Linked DNA regions of Cricetulus griseus: region 2 is linked to region 1. Evidence: chromatin contacts called from public Hi-C data. All regions are on one chromosome and are shown on one strand. Each heading gives the region's core, a stretch centred on a gene start, on an enhancer-like site or on the middle of the called end of the contact. The rest is flanking DNA. Distances are from core to core; before and after follow the strand shown.

Region 1 (5,749 bases), core at 1,577-4,076:
AGACTGCAGCACAGAAAGGCAGACCACCACCATACCACACAGCTATCTAGCCAGGCCCGCCCAGGAATGAGTGAGCCCCAGCTCTAGGCTGGAAGAAGGCAGGTGTCAATGTCCACTTCTGACATATAGAGAGAGTAAAGCTTTCAGGGGGCTGGACTGAAGGCTGTGGCTCAGTGCTGAGCAGAGGCCTGGCCAGCACGAGTCTGTAGCAGGAGTACATGTCGCTGGAGGCCACTGGTTCTGGGTCGGGCTGTGCTAAGGAGTGGCTGGTCATATAGAAGGCTGGGAAAAGGCCATACAGAATCAGCTTGGGACTCACTGGGTCCCACCCTGGCCCTTATGGCACTGAGAAGATGGGACCCCCAACCCAGAACCCAAAGCCCTAAGCCTGGGCCTATAAGTGAAGCACAGAGAATTCGTGCGTGTAAACCAGGGGTTCTGGGGAGAAGTCTATTAGCCCCAGAGCTATCCCAGGAACAAGGATTTGGGCAGAGCAGGTTTCCATGATCCCAGCCACATCCCCTGAAGTTTTAACACTCCAGATGGGGTCCTGGTTGCTCAGTCACCAAGCAAACAGCTGCCGGGCCTGATTCTTGTCACTGTCTCTCCTGGCTGAGCAACCCTGGGCCAGCTTCAGGATCTCCATGGGCCTCTGTTGGGACATCTGTAAGGTAGGGACAGCAGCAGTGTCTTGCTTGAATGCAGTGGCAATCAGGAGATAATGGGCAGGAAGCAAGTTTAACTGAGAATTACTCTGCAACCCCATGTGCCAGGCTCTGTGCTAGGCTGCCTCCTGGGAAAGGGGCCAGGGCACCCGGCCAGACCTCCATGCTCAGCATACCTGCAGGGGGAGGAGACATCAGTCAAGAGGCAGACAACAGTCGTCACAGTCGTCAGGACTGGTGTTCCACGTGCTATAGCCTGGGGCCAAATGTATTTGTTGATGGAGTTTTGTTTTGTTTTTGAGACAGGCTCTCACTATGGCCTCAAACTCATGGCAACCCTTAGGACAGAGGAGTCATGTGTTGTCCCCACCCCACCCCCAGGCGGGTGCTGTCACTCTAGATAGACACATGCCTCCACACATGGGTCTGGAGTTTTACTTTTTGTGACAGGGCCTTAAGTAGCTCAGGCGACTCTGAACTCACTGTAGCTGAGGACAAATTTCAATCCTCCTGCCTCCATCCCCCAAATGCTGGGGTTGCAGGTGTGTGTTGTCATGCTTGGTTCGTGATGCCTGTCTGGGACTGAAAACAGGGCTTCTTCATTCATGCTGGGTGAGCCCCTTCCCGCTGAACTCCATTCCTAGTCTGGTTTCTGCATTTCTAAGTGGTTGCAAAGCAAATCGAAAGACGGCTGTTTCACAACGTGTGGCTGATATTGCATGAAATTCAAGCTTCAGCGTCCAGAGTTTACTGGCATGGTTGTCCATGATCTGAGTTGTCTCTCACTCCCGGACTAGAAGCTAAAATATTTACCACATAGCCCTTTTCAGGAAAAGCCTGCTGGCCCCTGGCCTAGAGGAAGCAGAGTCAAAGGTTCTGGGCCAAGAGCAAAAATCTACTTCCTTGCTGGAAGCCCACTGCTGCAGGACACAGGGCAGGGCAGAGGAGGGGAGGGTGACCTTTGAGGCATAGGATCCCAAAAGCAAGATGACCTTGTCATTCCCACCAAGGAAATAGAAGTCAAGGGTTGCCAAAAGCCAGGTCTCCCTGCACAAGTTTTCTGGGCCAGAGGGAAGGAGCCAAGATAGGGGAGAACTAGAGAAGTCCCCAGTGCTCATCCCAGGAAACAAGGAGTCCTGTGAGGTTCCAAGCTTGGACACAAGGAAGTTTCCCAGCCTGTCCAAGGAAACTGGGAATGCTCCTCTCTTCTGTGGAGCTTGTCTTTCCTGTCTCCTCAGGAGTCAAGATGGGCTTGTGACTTGGGGAGAACTGGAAGGTTCTCTGGGGGTTGCTGTCCTAATTCAAAAACCCCTGCTCCAGCTGCCTCGGATCTGGGCCCCTCCCCCCCCCAGTGCAGCAGAAGCTAGAACAATGGCTGTGGCTAGCTGTACAAGAAATGGAGGGGCTCCCAGGGACCTGCAGCAGACCCTCATCTGATTGCAGGGTGCTGAGGTCATAGCTGGTGGCCACACAATCCTGAGGTGAGGGAGAAGAGTCACGCGTGATTCTCGGGGCATCTGTAGGAAGCTGGACCACGGGGCATCCATCCAGCCTGCTGCGGAGCTGCTCTACAGCAGCCCGTGCACCTAGCACCCTCCTGTGAGACCTGGGAAGCTTCTCCATTAGGGTGGGGGCTGCATGACATCTTCTCAGTACTGAAGACAGAAAGCCCCCTCCTGGTGCCTGGTAGCTTACACAGAGCAGGTACCCAGGGAATCTCAGCCTGAAACAGAGGTGGGATAAGGTGCTGTTGGGAACACGAGGGGAAGGTGAGGGCCCTCCTCAGGCCCACCCTGCAGCCTGGGGTGTGAATTCAATGTGTTAGGACAGGTTGGGAGGATGGGCAGGGATGGTTGGAGGCTGGTTGGCTTGGTCGGGCGTGGATCAGCACATCAGGCCCAGGGACAGGTCAGTGGAGTGGCTCTGGGCCAGTGCAGCCATGACACTCACACCCATCCCATCCCATGCCCAGCCATTCAAGGGAGCTTGCAGGAAGCCAAGTGCCTGCAGCTTCCACTCAAAGCTCTGCCCTCTCTCTTCACCACAGCCACAAGGGTAGCAACCTGCCACAGCAGTGCTGAGAAGCCCCACCCCTGGTCTCACACACCCACCGACTCCACCCAACCTCTGAGCCACACCTCCTAGTATCCTTGGCTCTCAGCTCCAGAACTCCAGCCCCTGGATATTGCCTCACTCTTCAGAGAGTCTCCCAGCCCAGGTCCCCACCCTGGCCCTTTGCCTCAGTCCCTCCCTCTCTCTGAACTTCCCAGAGCCTCTCCCCTCCCTGACTGCAAGTCACCTGACTGGGAGGCCCAAGCCCGCCTCACCCAGATTCCACACCCCAACTTTCCCAGCTGTGAAGACACCAAAGGACAATCCCTTGGCGCTGTGGAGCTCCCACTCTCCCGGCCCATCCCTCCCCGCTGCACAGCTCTGGCACAGGCACGTTACAGGTTCACCAGCCGCACAGGCACGCATGTTGTATGCACACAAGCTCGCTCACTCACACGAGTGTGCGTGCACACACACAGCTTAGCTTAAGCGTACACCTAGGTATGCATACGCCCCCTCCACAGGCGTACATGTGTGCATATACACACTCTCATGAATGTACACAGCCACACAGGACACACACGCTCAGGTACACATGTGCACAATGCACGCACATTCTACATCCCGTGTTCCTTCCACCAGGACCCTCTCCAGAGACCCTCAGCTGTGACTCAGGGTCGCCATGGCTCCTTCTCTCTCCATGGCAGCATCCACACCACAGGCAGGCCTGTTATTTTTTCCTAATTCTCAAAAACTGGTGGCTGATACTTCAGTTCATTTTTTTAGAGCCAAGATTACACGTATAGTGTGTGTGTGTGTGTGTGTGTGTGTGTGTGTGTGTGTGTGTAATTATATGTATACATACACACATACCAATTACCTATTACAGTCACAGATATTGGTTAATGGAGGGCATCCCCATCTGCAAGCTCGGTTTCCATAGGAAAGGGACTTTCCTCAGAAGGAATCAAGACGCTGACGAACATATCCGTTCTTAACGATTTGGGGAGGGAAGCTGCACTCTCTTTACTGTAACTCAAACAGCTAAATTATTCATTGAGAGATGCAGGCAGAGACTCAACAGCAACAAGAGAAGCAGGAGACCCCAGCCCAGCCCAGTGACCCAGGCCTGGGACTTCCAGCCTTGGCTTCTGTGGGTGGTCTGGGAAATGAAGGTCCCCAGGGATCCCAGGGGCATTGGGAGAGCATTGCTCCCATTTCGGGCTGATGAGGACTGGAGGAAGACGGGAGAACCTTGCAGGAGAAGGGTCCTCGGCCCACAGTGACTTATCATTGGGAGGGCTGGTCGGTCTCTAGTCCTAGCTCTTTCCTGTAGCCAGGAACCTTTGCTGCTGGCCCTTCATGGTTGGGGTGGGAAGCTGTATGGCAAGAGCCGCTCCAAAGGGGGACTGGCTTCCTCCCACAGGGAATTCTGACAGAGAAGCATGGAAAGAGAAAACACCAGAGCCCAGTCTTTGAACCCAACTGGTCCCCACGCCCAGTTCCCTTAAGGTTGTTCTAGGCAGCAGAGGGAGAGAACCACACACAGGCCGGTGAATACCCAGGAAGGAGGCCTGCACTGAGTCCTTAAGGGTCCCTTTTGTGATTGGGGCCCAGCTCTGCCCATACCCAGGTAATGACTGTCACTGTCCGCAGTCTGGCAGCATGCTGAAGACTTCCCAACACAGAGGGGTCCTCAGAGGGCCAGGCCTTCGCTGCTTCCCTCCTGTGGGCAGTGCCTGGACTTGCCAGGGAGCAATACAAGGCTAAAGGACAAGGATGAGATGACGCATGGGGGCCCACGGTTGGAGGGAAGAGAAGGGTGAGCGCGCGCCCCTGGGGACTGAGCCCAAGTGAACAGAAGAGAGATGGAGGCCGCAGAGCAAGAGGCTGGGGAGCAGGAAGGAGGAAGGAGAAGACAGGGGAGGAGCAGGAGGAGGGAGAGGGGGGAGGAAGAGGACTAGTATTTGGAAAGTGGAGCCCTGGGGGAGCACGTGCTGACTCACTGCCTGCCTTCAATTTTCCCTGCTTCCTAGGGACTCTCATTTTATTTTCGGGAAAGCTGCCCTGCTGTGAGTAATTTGTTCTTAAACAAACAGAACCCAAGCAGCGGGGAGGCTAGGCGGGGCCTGAGTCACTCTCTGCCCAGGGGCCACCACACCTCAGGGTGGCCCCCTGGCTCTGGGCCTGAGCCTAGGCATGGGCTGGGCCTCCCTCATCCCAAGAGGCCCCTTATCCTTGGCCTTCAGGTGACCCCATTGCTCCACAGATGTTTGATGCCCACTCCTAAATGTGACACACTTTCGGGGCTCTCAGGATGCTGAGCGAGCTTCCTGCCTGTCTAAAGCCTGGAAAAGTATCTGGCACAGTTGGCTCTCAGTTAGTGTTTGTTGACTGACTGACTGCCTGCTCTCTTTGTTTCTTTAGACTTTTCTTTGGATAAGGCCTCCCGGGTCACTTCCTCCCCAGAAGCCCCTCTGTTGCATGAAGGACTTTACTGACAAACGTCCTTTCTGGGACCCCATCCTCTGTCACAATAAGTGGGTCTTTCTCCGAGTCTCTAGGACCTGCCTGGTCCTTTGGTGTGTGTTCCATGCACACCCACAGAAGAGAGCTGGTCCTTCACCTGCCTAAGAGACAGCAGGGCCAGGGCTCCACTCGTACCCCAGGGGTTCAGCCCTATGCTCCCCCACCCCCAGACATTCTTGCCCCGAAGGACTGAATGTCTGGGTTACAAGCCCTGGCTGGAAACCCTGTGTTGGGTTCCCAACACTGCCTAAGCCAGGCTCAGTGGTGCATGCCTGTAATCCCAGCACAGGGGCAGGCGGAGCCAGGAAGATCAGGAGTTCAAGACGGTCCTCCACTTCAAACTACGTAGTGAGTTTGAAGCCAGCCTTGAATATATGATACTCTGTCAAGGGAGGAGGGAGAGAAGGAGCAGTGCGGGGAGGGGTGCTGGGAGGGGATAGGATGGGACTGCAGGGCACAGAGGCCCAGAGAGGCCCAGTCACTAGCCAGTATGTAACAGGTGT
Region 2 (5,749 bases), core at 919-3,418, 37 kb before region 1:
TAAGGAATTTCCTTTGTCCTGGGTTTTTGGCTGCTGGGTCTCATTTCAGCTTCCTCGGTGCAAAGGGCCAATTTGAAAGTCCCTGCCACCTAAAATCCATCTCAAGACATCTCTACAGGATCTGCTCTGAGTTCCCTGTGGGCCCTGCAGAGTGAAGGTTTCACTTTAACAGCATCTCCTGTTGGGCTAGGCTAGGACTCCAGGCAGGCTTGGACTTCTCACGCTCCAGCAGTGCCAAGCAGTTGTGATCCTCCCCATGCTGGGAACCAACCCGGTCTTCTGGAAGTGCAGCAGGTGCTCTTAATGGCTAAGCCAGACCCCCAGCGTCTCTTTCCCTACTGCCCCACCTCAGGAACCATCCCAGTGTCTCACTGGGTCCCTTCTCATGGCCTCTTTCCTGCTTCAGGATTTGCCCAGAGCCTGGCCATCATCCCATCACTTCACCCCAGGCCTGACAGGATCAGGCACAAAATGAGGGTTTGTGGAACGGTTGAATGAACCCGACTTCGTCAGGCATTGCAATTTACAAAGCACTTTCCCATCCATTAACTCCAGGGCTATTCCCTAAGAGTCCTCCCTGCCCTGCACTGCCCTCAGGACGGTCAAGGAGGCTGCTACGTTTAACACTGCCTGGAAGAGACCAAGGAGGGCTTGTTCACACAGAGAGACTCCATTTCAGGAGCCGGCAAGTATGTTGACAACAGGAACTGGCTCTCACAAGATAGCTCCATGTGTGAACAATGTCTGTCATGTCTGTCAGCACAAGGTCTATGAAATACTTTAAATGAGGCCCCCAAGCCTCGAGCTCTGGCATTGCGGGGTGCATCACTATGCTCACTCATATTTAACAGATGACAAGCCTGAGCCCAGAGTGGCTGTGCACCTGCCCGAATCTCTATTCGTTCCCCAGCAACAGGGAGCACTTCGGACACAGTGGGCCAAGATACTGCAGCACCTACCAATTCCACAGGAAGGGAAGCAGGCAGCCCTCCCTTCAAGCCCAAGCTACCATGTGTGGTCGGCACGGCACGTCCCCCATTTGACTAGTATAACACGAAGCCTGTGGTACCTAAGAGGGCGGGACCAAAAGCCCTCTGAGTGCAGCCACTCTGTTCTCAGGTGGCTCCAGCATCCTGCTGCCTGTTGCAAAACTTGCCACGAGGCTTTTAAGTACTCACGTGACCAGGGGCAAGTCAACCTTTCACCTCAATCACCTGCTGTTATCAATACCTCCCGCTGCAAAAGTTCAGACACCCTAACACTGAGGAGGGCCCACCTGCCAGTGGGCTGAACCCATGGCAACTGCTCTGTGGACATCCCGCCTATTTGACATTTCTTCCCGGGTTTGAACCTGGCCCGGAAGGTGAACCTCCTCGCTTCCAGGTTGCCCACTCCTGTTCTCGAATAAGAAAGTCCCACCACCTCCTTTCTCCAGGGCCTGGGAAACAGCAAAACTCTGCTCGCCTACAAGACTCCAGTGCGCCCTCTAGCGGACTGGGGCGCGAGCTGGGGCGGGGTGGGGGTCATGCTTTCCTCCCTCGAGCTCCCCCGCGGCGCCGAGCGCACCTGGGCCAACCCAGCTCACCAAGCAGGTTGGGGGACCCAGTGAGTGATAGGGTGGCAGTTAGCGGCTTCCTCTGCCTATCCTCCCCGAAAAGGCCGTCAGCAGCCACGTCTGTCACCAAAGAGCGGGGCAGTGGGGCAGTGAGCCGAGGCCCGGCCGCTGCCTCGAAGCCAGGGTCTCCTGCACTTCTGGATCTCCCAGCGCCGCCTCCGGGACCTGTCCCCAGGTAACCGTCTTGCGCATCCCCCACCTTCACTTCCTAGGTCCCCAGGGTGCTGGCTGCGGAGCGGCCCTGCCTCCCTTTTTGGCAGGCACGGGCTGCTTGGAACTGTAAAGGAGGACCTTGGGGTGGCCTGGGTGGGAGCGAGGGGAGCGTCCCCACGCAGGGTCCTAGAAAAAGAGAAGGGGTGCCGGGAGCCCCTCCGGGCCGGCCTCCTAGAACTGCCCTCGCGCTCCCGCCGCGGCGCCCCCGCCTCTGCCAGAAACCAGCCTTCTTAGAAGGGAGGGTGGGGGGAAAGTGTGAATGAGAAGTTGGGGGCGGAGCGCGGGGGAGGGGCCGCTGCCAGGAACGCTCGGCCACCGCTGGCGCCGCGCCCGCCGGCCGGCCGGGCAGCCTCGCGCCGCGCTTTGTCTCCCTCTCGGTGAGTGTCGGCGGGTCCTGGAGGCCCAGCTCCAGGCCCGCCCTCGGCCGCCCGCGGCCCCTCCCTCGCCCTGCGCGCACAGCCTTTCAGTGCAGAGTAGTGACTAAACATTACAAGAAGACGGGCCCAGCAGTTCCAGGAATCGGGGGGGCGGGGCGTGCTGGCCGCGTAAATACCCGCGCGCGCGGCCTCGCCGGCGGCTCTAACTCGCACTCTCCGGCTCTCCTGCTCTCACCCGCCACTGCCTCGCCGGGCTCCCGGACGCCCCCTGCCCGGCCCAGCTCTCTGTCGTGGCCCCTCGCCCGGGTCCTTTGCCTGATCCATCCCGGGGGCGCCTGATCGGCCCCGGGGGCAGCGAAGCCGGAGGGAACGCACGCCCCGGGAGCCCCTTTGTGGACTGCTCGACCGCCAACATCTGGGCGCAGCGCGGGCCACTGCTGGCCGCCGCCGCCGCCTCGCCTTGGGGGCCGTAGGAGGCGCAGCCCCAAAGCCGGAGACTTCGCTTCGGGACTAGGTAGGAAGGAGGGGCGCGGTGTGGGGAAGGGTGGGGGCCCCGATCCAGCTCGGGAGCTTTTCCCGGTTTCTCCTCCCCTTCCCGGGTCATTCCCGGTAGGGAGGGGACGAGGTAGGGGGCAGAGCGGATGAGAGCCGAAGATCCCGGGTTCCCGTAATACTCGGACTGGGGCCCTTGGGCTTCTCCAGTCCCCTCTCCCACAGATCTCGGGTTTGTCACCCCCCTTTTCGTCCTCGCCACCGGACTGAGCGGCGCCCTAAGCGTCCCTGGGGCTCTTGTCTCGCTCCCCATCCTGGCGGTGCTCCTGGAGACCCAACTTCCCTCTCGAGTTTGTCTCGGGTGTTCTCTTCTCCCAGGGCGCGCTGGAGAAGGGACTGTCTGGGGTTGGCCGGCGGGGACTGAGGCCGGGAGAGCTCCGCGAGGTGGCTGAGACGCGGCCTTCCGCGGGGCAACCGGGGGCCCCGGGCGCTCGGCGGAGGCTGGAGGAGGGCTGGACACACTGGAGGGTTCCGGGTACTCACGCGCCGGGCGCTTTCCTCTCCGCAGCCCCCCGGGATGCGGTAGCGGCCGCTGTGCGGAGGCCGCGAAGCAGCTGCAGCCACCGCCGCGCAGATCCACGCTGGCTCCGTGCGCCATGGTCACCCACAGCAAGTTTCCCGCCGCCGGGATGAGCCGCCCCCTGGACACCAGCCTGCGCCTCAAGACCTTCAGCTCCAAGAGCGAGTACCAGCTGGTGGTGAACGCCGTGCGCAAGCTGCAGGAGAGCGGATTCTACTGGAGCGCCGTGACCGGCGGCGAGGCGAACCTGCTGCTCAGCGCCGAGCCCGCGGGCACCTTCCTTATCCGCGACAGCTCGGACCAGCGCCACTTCTTCACGCTGAGCGTCAAGACCCAGTCAGGGACCAAGAACCTACGCATCCAGTGCGAGGGGGGCAGCTTTTCGCTGCAGAGTGACCCCCGGAGCACGCAGCCGGTGCCCCGTTTCGACTGTGTGCTCAAGCTGGTGCACCACTACATGCCGCCCCCGGGCGCCCCCTCCTTCTCTTTGCCACCCACGGAACCCTCCTCCGAGGTGCCAGAGCAGCCACCTGCCCAGGCGCTCCCCGGGAGTACCCCCAAGAGAGCTTACTACATCTATTCTGGGGGCGAGAAGATTCCGCTGGTACTGAGCCGACCTCTCTCCTCCAGCGTGGCCACCCTCCAGCACCTCTGCAGGAAGACCGTCAACGGCCACCTGGACTCCTATGAGAAAGTGACCCAGCTGCCTGGACCCATTCGGGAGTTCCTGGACCAGTATGATGCTCCCCTTTAAAGAGCAAAGGGGTCAGGGGGGGCCTGGGTCGGTCGCCTCTCCTCCGCGGCACATAGCACAAGCACAAAAATCCAGCCCCAATGGTCGGTAGCTCCCAGTGAGCCAGGGGCAGGTAGGCTTCTTCCTCGGGCCCCTCGGCTTGGCGAAGTGAGTCAGGTGGGACCTGGAATGTGTCTGAGGGGAGGGGAGTTGCCACCTGCTTTCCCTGCCCCAGCTCCAGCTTCTCTCTCAAGAGGAGCCAGCTGGCCTGGTGGGACAATAGCATTGACAAGTGGACTCTCCTCTCTTCTTCCCTTCCTCCACACCCCTCTGCTTCCCAAGGGAGCGGAGGGAGGGAGGGAGGACACCTCGAGTGTGTTGAACTAATGAGAACTGCAGGGGGATCTTCAAACTTTCCCACGGAACTTGTTTGCGCTTTGATTTGGTTTAAATCCCGAGCAGGCGCCAGGCCTGGGGGCCAAGGGCGGCAGGCTGGCCAAAGAAACGACCACTCCCACTGCCCAGCCTAGGTGAGGAGTGGTGGCTCCTGGCTCTAGGGAGAGAGAGGCAAGGGGTGACCCGAAGAGAGCCATTCTGGTGCCAGGCTCCTCCCTTGGGGCAGCTAATGAGACCTCCCAGAGCCCTCCCCGTTGTTAAGGCTCCCTCACAGTGGCATGCGGGAGGGAGACGGATAGGGCTGGTCAGTTGGCCACCTTTCCCAACACCGGAGGGAGACAGGTGAACAGATGAGCCATCTTGGAGCCCAGGTTTCCTTAGAGAAGATGGGGGACTCTTTTGTTTCTCCTATGTCAGGCTAGGAGACTTGCCTTAAATGCCCTCTGTCCCATGGATAGGGATTGGCACATGAGGAGCCAAACACAGCCAAGAGGCAGAAGAGCCGGGGGATTCACCCAGTGGCTGAAGGGCAGGGGAAGTGGGTGCAGGGAGGAGACCCTGACATGCAGGAGACTCCTGAGTGATCACTGGGAAGAAATTGGCCAGTCTTAGGCACTTCTTGGTCAGCGGGAATCAGCAGGTCCCAGGGCCCCCCAGGCCTGCATAGCTCCCCCTCCTCACCCGGGGTTGGGGGGGAGGGCGAGGCAGGAGGTGATGGAGAAACATTCATCTATCTGCCATTCCACAGTGGCCACTCACAGGAATGCAGCAGCCATGGAATTACCTGGAACTGGTCTTGTTTTGGGGAAAAACAACAAAAGTTTTGAGTCAGGGATGGGGCTGGATGGGGCAGCTGTGTGTTGGGGTGGCTTTTTTCTCTCTGTGTTGTTTTGAATAATGTTTACAATTTGCCTCAATCACTTTTATAAAGATCACCTCCAGCCCTCCCCTTTCCCCATTCAGGCCTTTGAGGCTGTTTGAAGATGCTTGAAAAAAACTCAAAACCAAATCCCAGTTCAACTCAGACTTTGCACATATATTTATATTTATACTCAGAAAAGAAACATTTCGGTAATTTATAATAAAGAGCACTATTTTTTAATGAAAAAGAAAATTGACTTTGAGCTTTCTTTCCCTGACTTCCCTTCCTCTCACAATGGAATGGGGGGGGGGGGCTGGCTGTGCCTCTTGGGGCCCTTGCCCACAGCTCTGAGGTAGGATCAGACTGCTCTCGCGTCACCGGCAGCCCTCCTGTGTCACCAGCAAGCTATGGCAGCCACCTAGACTGTTACTGATGGTTAATTCCTGCCAGTCTGATTCAGCTCTGACCAGAATATGCAAAG

The links. Hi-C and Micro-C count contacts between places; a contact is called where the count stands out from the background.
Region 2: a Hi-C map of the CHL-YN cell line shows a contact between it and region 1, with 2.1 times the contacts expected there. The contact joins the promoter of Socs3 here to the enhancer-like site in region 1. A contact is called at or near these places in 2 of 8 Hi-C or Micro-C datasets (the CHL-YN cell line and the CHO-K1 cell line).

Annotation. Positions count from the first base shown.
Region 1 is chr7:130,494,013-130,499,761 of CriGri-PICRH-1.0, reverse strand. No RefSeq gene overlaps it. Among named protein-coding and RNA genes, the nearest start is that of Socs3, 37 kb to the left of the region's middle. Within about 2 kb of position 2,826, at least 1 of the 6 cell types and tissues checked has open chromatin away from gene starts, as enhancers often do.
Region 2 is chr7:130,530,596-130,536,344 of CriGri-PICRH-1.0, reverse strand. It overlaps Socs3 (suppressor of cytokine signaling 3), which reads left to right and starts at 2,168. Exons shown (of 2, transcript XM_027425526.2): 1 at 2,168-2,719; 2 at 3,266-5,520. The coding sequence starts at 3,354. The coding sequence ends at 4,031.